2 separate regions of the Capra hircus genome follow, and region 2 is linked to region 1. The links are chromatin contacts, called in public Hi-C maps. All regions are on one chromosome and are shown on one strand. Each heading gives the region's core, a stretch centred on a gene start, on an enhancer-like site or on the middle of the called end of the contact. The rest is flanking DNA. Distances are from core to core; before and after follow the strand shown. Region 1 overlaps PEX14 (peroxisomal membrane protein PEX14). Region 2 holds the start of LOC102187615 (centromere protein S).

The links. Hi-C and Micro-C count contacts between places; a contact is called where the count stands out from the background.
Region 2: a contact with region 1 is called in a Hi-C map of liver, with 2.4 times the contacts expected there. The contact joins the promoter of LOC102187615 here to the enhancer-like site in region 1. A contact is called at or near these places in 2 of 5 Hi-C or Micro-C datasets (blood and liver).

The regions. Positions count from the first base shown.
Region 1 is chr16:41,576,115-41,579,190 of ARS1.2, forward strand. All of the region lies in intron 2 of PEX14 (peroxisomal membrane protein PEX14), which reads right to left. Among named protein-coding and RNA genes, the nearest start is that of PEX14, 23 kb to the right of the region's middle. Within about 2 kb of position 1,502, at least 1 of the 5 cell types and tissues checked has an H3K27ac peak or open chromatin away from gene starts, as enhancers often do.
Region 2 is chr16:41,640,044-41,643,119 of ARS1.2, forward strand. It overlaps LOC102187615 (centromere protein S), which reads right to left and starts at 1,629. Exons shown (of 5, transcript XM_018060360.1): 1 at 1,471-1,629. The coding sequence starts at 1,524. LOC108637773 (a long non-coding RNA gene) reads left to right here and starts at 685. Exons shown (of 3, transcript XR_001919287.1): 1 at 685-1,476.

The sequences.
Region 1 (3,076 bases), core at 252-2,751:
CAGTGTTCCCAATAGAATACAGACCCGTGTTCACGGGGGAAACTTTCAGAACACCAACAGTACTGGAGCGGGTTATCAATGGCAACAAGTAAGATGTGACAAAGAGGTTTCACTCTCTTGAAGACATCTCTAGTCTCTTATCTTCAAAGCAAGTGGCCTTTGCTGCCTTAACGGACAGTGAAGGACTTGTGACTGTTGATGGAGACACAGATAAAGGATTTACCTGAGGGGCAGGGAAAGCCAGAGAGGAAGATCCCAAAGTCTGCAGTTTCTTGACTTCTGTGGCGTGGAACGCAAAGCACTCAGTTGTGGACCCTCCCCTCTGCCAGCAGGAGAGGGAACAACAAGCAGCTGCTGCCCCCTAGGAGCTACCAGGGACACAGCACCGTGCTCGACAGACGAGATGAAAAGATCCTATTATCTCGCCTCCATCCCGTAACCCGTCATTAGTGAGGTACATGGGTGCAGACGCCTCCTCCAAGCACAAGGAGGCCCACATCACCTGTGATAAATTAATAGGTGCCTTTTCAACAGCTAAGATGCGCACAAAAGACTCCAACCAGCGACAGTGCATGAAGGCAGCGGCTTCAGAGAAGCACAGACTCACCAGGCAGCACCTGAACAAGCCAAAGCCTAAAATAAAAATAAAGTCTAAAAAAGCCTAAAGCCAAAGTCTCCCACACCTCTGTGCCCCGCGAGGTGGGCACGCTGCCCGCCTGCTACCCCAGCCTGCTCAAGATCTTGGGGTTTACACCACAATCCTGTTGCTGACTAGCTATGGGAACCTGGGCTTGTTTTCCTCACTGTACCCCGAGGAAGAGGGATCTTCACCAATTGTTAGGATGAAACAAGATAATGAAAACAAAGAAACCAGCACAGAGGCCAGCACATCACAGAGCAGAAGTCCTTCCGGCCTCGGTGATCAGAGCTAGTAATAGGTTAGTTAATCGAAAAATCGGTTAAAGCAGAGAATCATTAAAAATGGAGTCTATCTACATACCTTCAACATTTCACATGAACTTAAAACCTATAAACAAACGCAGTCATTTGCTAATCTTTTGATGTGAAGCCAAGAGCTTTTCTTTGAGTGTGGGCCCACAGACTGAAGTTCCCAGACGTCTTTCTTGCATAAACTTCACCTGTAATACACCCTTCACAATTTCTAAAGCAAAGTAAGCCTTTAAAAGACATTAGCAAAGCAAACTTAAGTACAGAATGCTTCAAGATTTTTAGTATCTTCTCCACTCACATCTAAAAGGACAGCAACCTTTTTAGGAATTTGCATTTAACAAAACATTCGGCTTAGTTTTCACAGAATCCTCTTTTTACATCTGTATTTACAAAACACACCATATTTGTTGATCCCTCTGTTCACATTATACTTCACCTGTTTACAGGATATTTAATAAAATGGCCTAATTCGCTAACAAATCAACTGGCCTTTAGGTTGAAGACAAGCTGACTCCCTCCTGGTCTGCAGAAGGCGTGTGGGTGTGGGTGTGACCAGGCAGGGACGGGCCAGAGGGCCCAGGCCTGGTGCGTAGCTTCCCAGCGCCATGACAGCTAGTCAGTGTTTAATGCAAGCTTGACACTTTTCTTAAAGCATGTATTTCCTGGTGCCGCCACTTCATTTCACAAGAGATTTGAAATGAGTCAAAGGTACACACAAAAGGATACAGCAAATACAAAGTATGAGGAAAGGGGGGAGAAGACGTCTAGTAAACCCATTTTCAGCAAACTGTGGAAAAGCTAAACCGTGTCTATGTATGACCAGGGCTTCCAGGTGGCCCAGTGGTAAAGAATCCATCTACAAGTATGGGAAAGGCAGGTTCAACCCCTGGGTCGGGAAGATCCTATGGAGGTGGAAATGGCAACCCACTACAGTATTCTTGTCTAGAAAATCCCATGGACAGGGAAGTCTAGAGGGCTACAGTCCACGGGGTCACAAAGAGTCGGACATGACTTAGTGACTGGGTACTCACACATGTACAATCGTTAACCTCTGTGCTGGATTCCATCAGCAGCTCCTCCCCTCCAAGCTGGAAACGGCAGCCCTGCCCCTGGAGATGTGCTGCTGTGGCCCGACTGGACCAGAGCAGACACAGAGAAAGGCCTCTTGGTGCCACCCCACAGACTCTCTGAACATAAGCAGGAAAGCGGTGCCACCAAGGTCACCAAGGCAAGAGGTCACAAAGGTGGCAGCACGTCTTCTTCCCGTCCACAGGGGCCAGGAGTCGGCTCCTGGCTGACTCGGAGTCAAGGAGCGCCCCTCGCAGATTTACCTTGAGCATCACTCAGTGTCAGCCCATCTCTAGACTGCGCAGACAAACTCATAATGGCAGGGAGAAGATTTGTGGAGCAACAGGCATAAATCTTGGTTATAACTACAAACCATAAAAGAAAGGAGAGCTGGGAGGGAAGGAGGGAGGGCCATGAGCGCGTCCTTCTCAGACCGAGCACCACTTTATCTTCCCGCGGCTTCTCAGCGCAGAGTGGGGTTAACTACGACAGTGGATTCTTCAAACCCAAATTGGTCTGCATGGTTTGACAAGGGGCTAGAGTATTTTAAATTGAAATTATCCTGGAGAGCGCAGGGCACATGGCTGCCCAAAGCATGACATCCAGTGCTTCACAAACTGGAGGTTTGTGGGGGATTTGCTGAATTTGTCATACAGAATAACCCCCTTTAGGTCACCCTGTAAAAGCAGCTTTTGCATGAAGATTCTTTCACATAAGATAATGACTGATTTTAAAGGACTTCCCTGGTGGTCCAGTGGTTAAGAATCTGCCTGCCAATACAGTGGACACAGGTTTGATACCTGGTTTGGGAAATAAGATCTTACATGCCGGCCACAGGGCAACTAAGCCCATGAGCCAGAGTTACTGAGTCCAAGCCCTACAGCCCTTAAGCCACAACGAGAGAAGCCACCGCAATGAGAAGCCCATGCATCACAGCAGAGTAGCCACAGCTCGCTGCAACTAGAGAAAGCCTGTGGGCAGCAACGAAGACCAGGTGCAGCCAAAACTAATTAAATAAGATACTGACTTATTTTAAACAAAAAAACATTTTCAGACG
Region 2 (3,076 bases), core at 379-2,878, 64 kb after region 1:
TAGGTCTCTTGCCTTGCAGGTGGATTTTTTACCAATGAGCCACTGGCTAGGGTCAGAGGTTAAGTCCATAGACTCTAAATTCCTCAAGGGCAGGATCCTTCAGTACTGTTCATGGCTGTCCACCCAGTGCCAAGAACACCTGGCTGAGTGAACAGTGGGATCCTCCATCAGGTCACCACTGCACAGAGGATGAGGTTCAAATTTCTCAGTCCATCTTTGCAGCCTGACTCACTTATTCAGTAAGCATTTATTGTCTGTTGAGAGCTAGGCTCTGTACTAGGGGATGAGAACACAAAACTCAAAAGAACAGTCCCTGCTCTCAAAGAGTTTATCTCCCACATCTTTGCCATGAATGGACTCTTCGAAACTACCAATGTCATGAAACCCAAAGGAGGTGGAGAACCGTTCCAGGAGAGACCAAAGCCAGGACTAGACACAATGCATGATCCCCAACTGGATCCTGGGTGAAGGAAAAAAAGACCATGAAAGAATATCTTTGGGACAACTGGGGAAAACTGAATATGGATTCATATTAGATAATAGGATTTTATTAATTATCAAGCCTCTTGAATGTGATCAGAATTATGACCTTGGAAGAACCATGTTAAAGCATTAAAATTTAAAGGTGAAGCATCAAGTGTATTTAATTCTCAAATAATTTAGAGAAAAGAAGGGAGCAAATACAGCAAAATGTTAACTGGTTAATCTAGGTGAGGGGCACATGGGTGATGAATGGGCTAATTTGCAACCTTTTCTGAAGGCTCGAACTTCAAAATAAAGGGAGACAGTGGGTAAACAGCCTCTGAAATTTAGGAAGCGCCCCTTTCCTGACCTCATTCTCAATTCTCTTCGGTTAAGCCTCTGAGATTCTTGGTTTTTCTCACGACTCTCCCACACGGTATTTATTCGCGGTGCTAAGTGAAGGACTGAATACCAGCAACTACGCCGAGAGCTGGTTATTATCACCCTGATTTTTCCATCTAGGAAAATGAGTTCGGGGAGAGTCAACACAACACTCTGTGCGGAGTCGAGATTCGAACCCACATCCGATGGGTTCCGGGGCCGTCTCCTCCCCCGCAGGATGGACCCACCGATTCGAGGAGCCAACATTTTTAGAGCTCGTGCTGCGTGCCTCAGAACAACCCTGTCCGAGGAGACTGAGCCTGTCACAAAGCCAGAGGGGCCTCCGCCGCCGGACTCCCGGTGCACGGCAGGTATCTTCCCCGAATCTTCCCTCTCACTCAGCCACCCCAAGCTCCGACCCGCTAAACCTAGGAAACCGTCTCCCAGCACCCCCCGCGGCAGCCGGGTCGGCTCATGCGCAGGCGCCAGAGGCCGGAGGCGGCCGAGCTCGACTTCCGACCTGGGGCCTCGGTAGGAAGACGAGGCTGGGCTGAGGCGGCGCCTTTTTCCCCGCAGAATCTCGACGCCGTCCTTCCCCAGCCCCGCCAGGACCCCATTCTCCTGTACCTGTCGGTAAGAGAAGCTTTGCTGCTCCTCGGACCACTCCTCCTCCTCCGTCATCACCACGGGCGGATCCTGGCAGGCGCGCCAGGACAGAAAGACGCGGCCGCCTGGGAGATCTGGTGGGATTTTCCCGCCGCCGGGCCGGGCGACGGGCCGCGCTGGGGGCCAAAGCGCGAAGCTGCCGGCTGCCTCGCCCGCCCCCTGGCGGCGACTCTGGGAAGGGGGCCTCACAGCGCGCCTGCGCCCGCCTGGCCCCAGCCAAGCTCCCCGGGGACCTCAGGCCCAACTCTGCGCCCCGCACAGTTGTCAACACCAGTTCTCAGAAACAGTGTGTGTAGGGACAAGGGTTCGCAAGTCGATTGTAAATTCCATGCGACTGCAACCTCGACATGCCTTGCCAAATCTAGTGTGAGTTTTTTATAATTCTATAGTGTCACAAAGTCAGATCACTGGTAAGTGTTTGATTTCTATCCCCTTCAGCGAAAAGTTTCTCACCCCATTGCCGTTGCCAAAGGAATATAGTTTTGACCCAAGTGTTAGCTGATTTTCCTTTATGTTAAGAATTAAGGGACTTACCAGGACTCCCTGGCGGTCCAATGGCTAAGATTCCTTACTTCCACTGCAGGGGGTGCGGATTTAATCCCTGGTGTGGGAGCTAAGAACCCGCATGCCAGGCGGCCATGAATTTAAAAAAAAAAAAAAAAAACACGGAAGTAAGGGACTTCCCTGGTGGTCCATCCAGTGGAGTTCAATCCCGGGGACAGGAGCTAAGATCCCACATGCCTTGTGGCAAAAAGAGAAAACAGAAGCACTATTTTTACCAACTGAGCTATCAGGGAAGCCCTATAATAAATTCAGTGAAGACTTAAAAAAAAAAAGAAGTGAAAAATAGCGAAACCTAACAGATCTGCACTGCTTCCAAACTTTCTTCAACTGAAGAAAGTTTTCCTCCTTCCCAGCTTCACTCTTTAAGTTTCACTCATTTTTGGATGATGTGAGGAAGAAACTTCTCTACTGAACTGAATAATAGTGTCAAGTACTGGAAGAATATTTCCTCAACTTATGCTATTCATGCTACAAAGGGTACAGACACCATGCACATTCAAGTTCAATCTGCATTATTAACATCCACCTCCCCCCCCCACTTCCGTAAGCAGTCAACAAGGAATTAAACCCTGATTTGCAGGTTTCCTTGGTGTAAATACTCCCACTATTGCCAGATTTCAAGCAACCAGTATGAAGAAGCTGAACTCAGCATTTGTTACAAACTAGACTATGATGCATTGGAGAAGGAAATGGCAACCCACTCCAGTGTTCTTGCCTGGAGAATCCCAGGGATAGGGGAGCCTGGTGGGCTGCCATCTATGGGGAACTAAAGACAGAGTCAGACACGACTGAAGCGACTTAGCAGCAGCAGCAGACTGTTTGACTCATTGGAAAAGACCCTGATGCTGGGAAAGATTGAAGGCAGGAGAAGGGGACAACAGAGGATGAGTTGGCAGGATGGTGTCACCGACTCGATGGACATGAGTTTGAGCAAGCTCCGGCAGTTGGTGATGGTCAGGGAAGCCTGGTGTGCTGCAGTCCACGGTGTCACAGAGTCAGACAC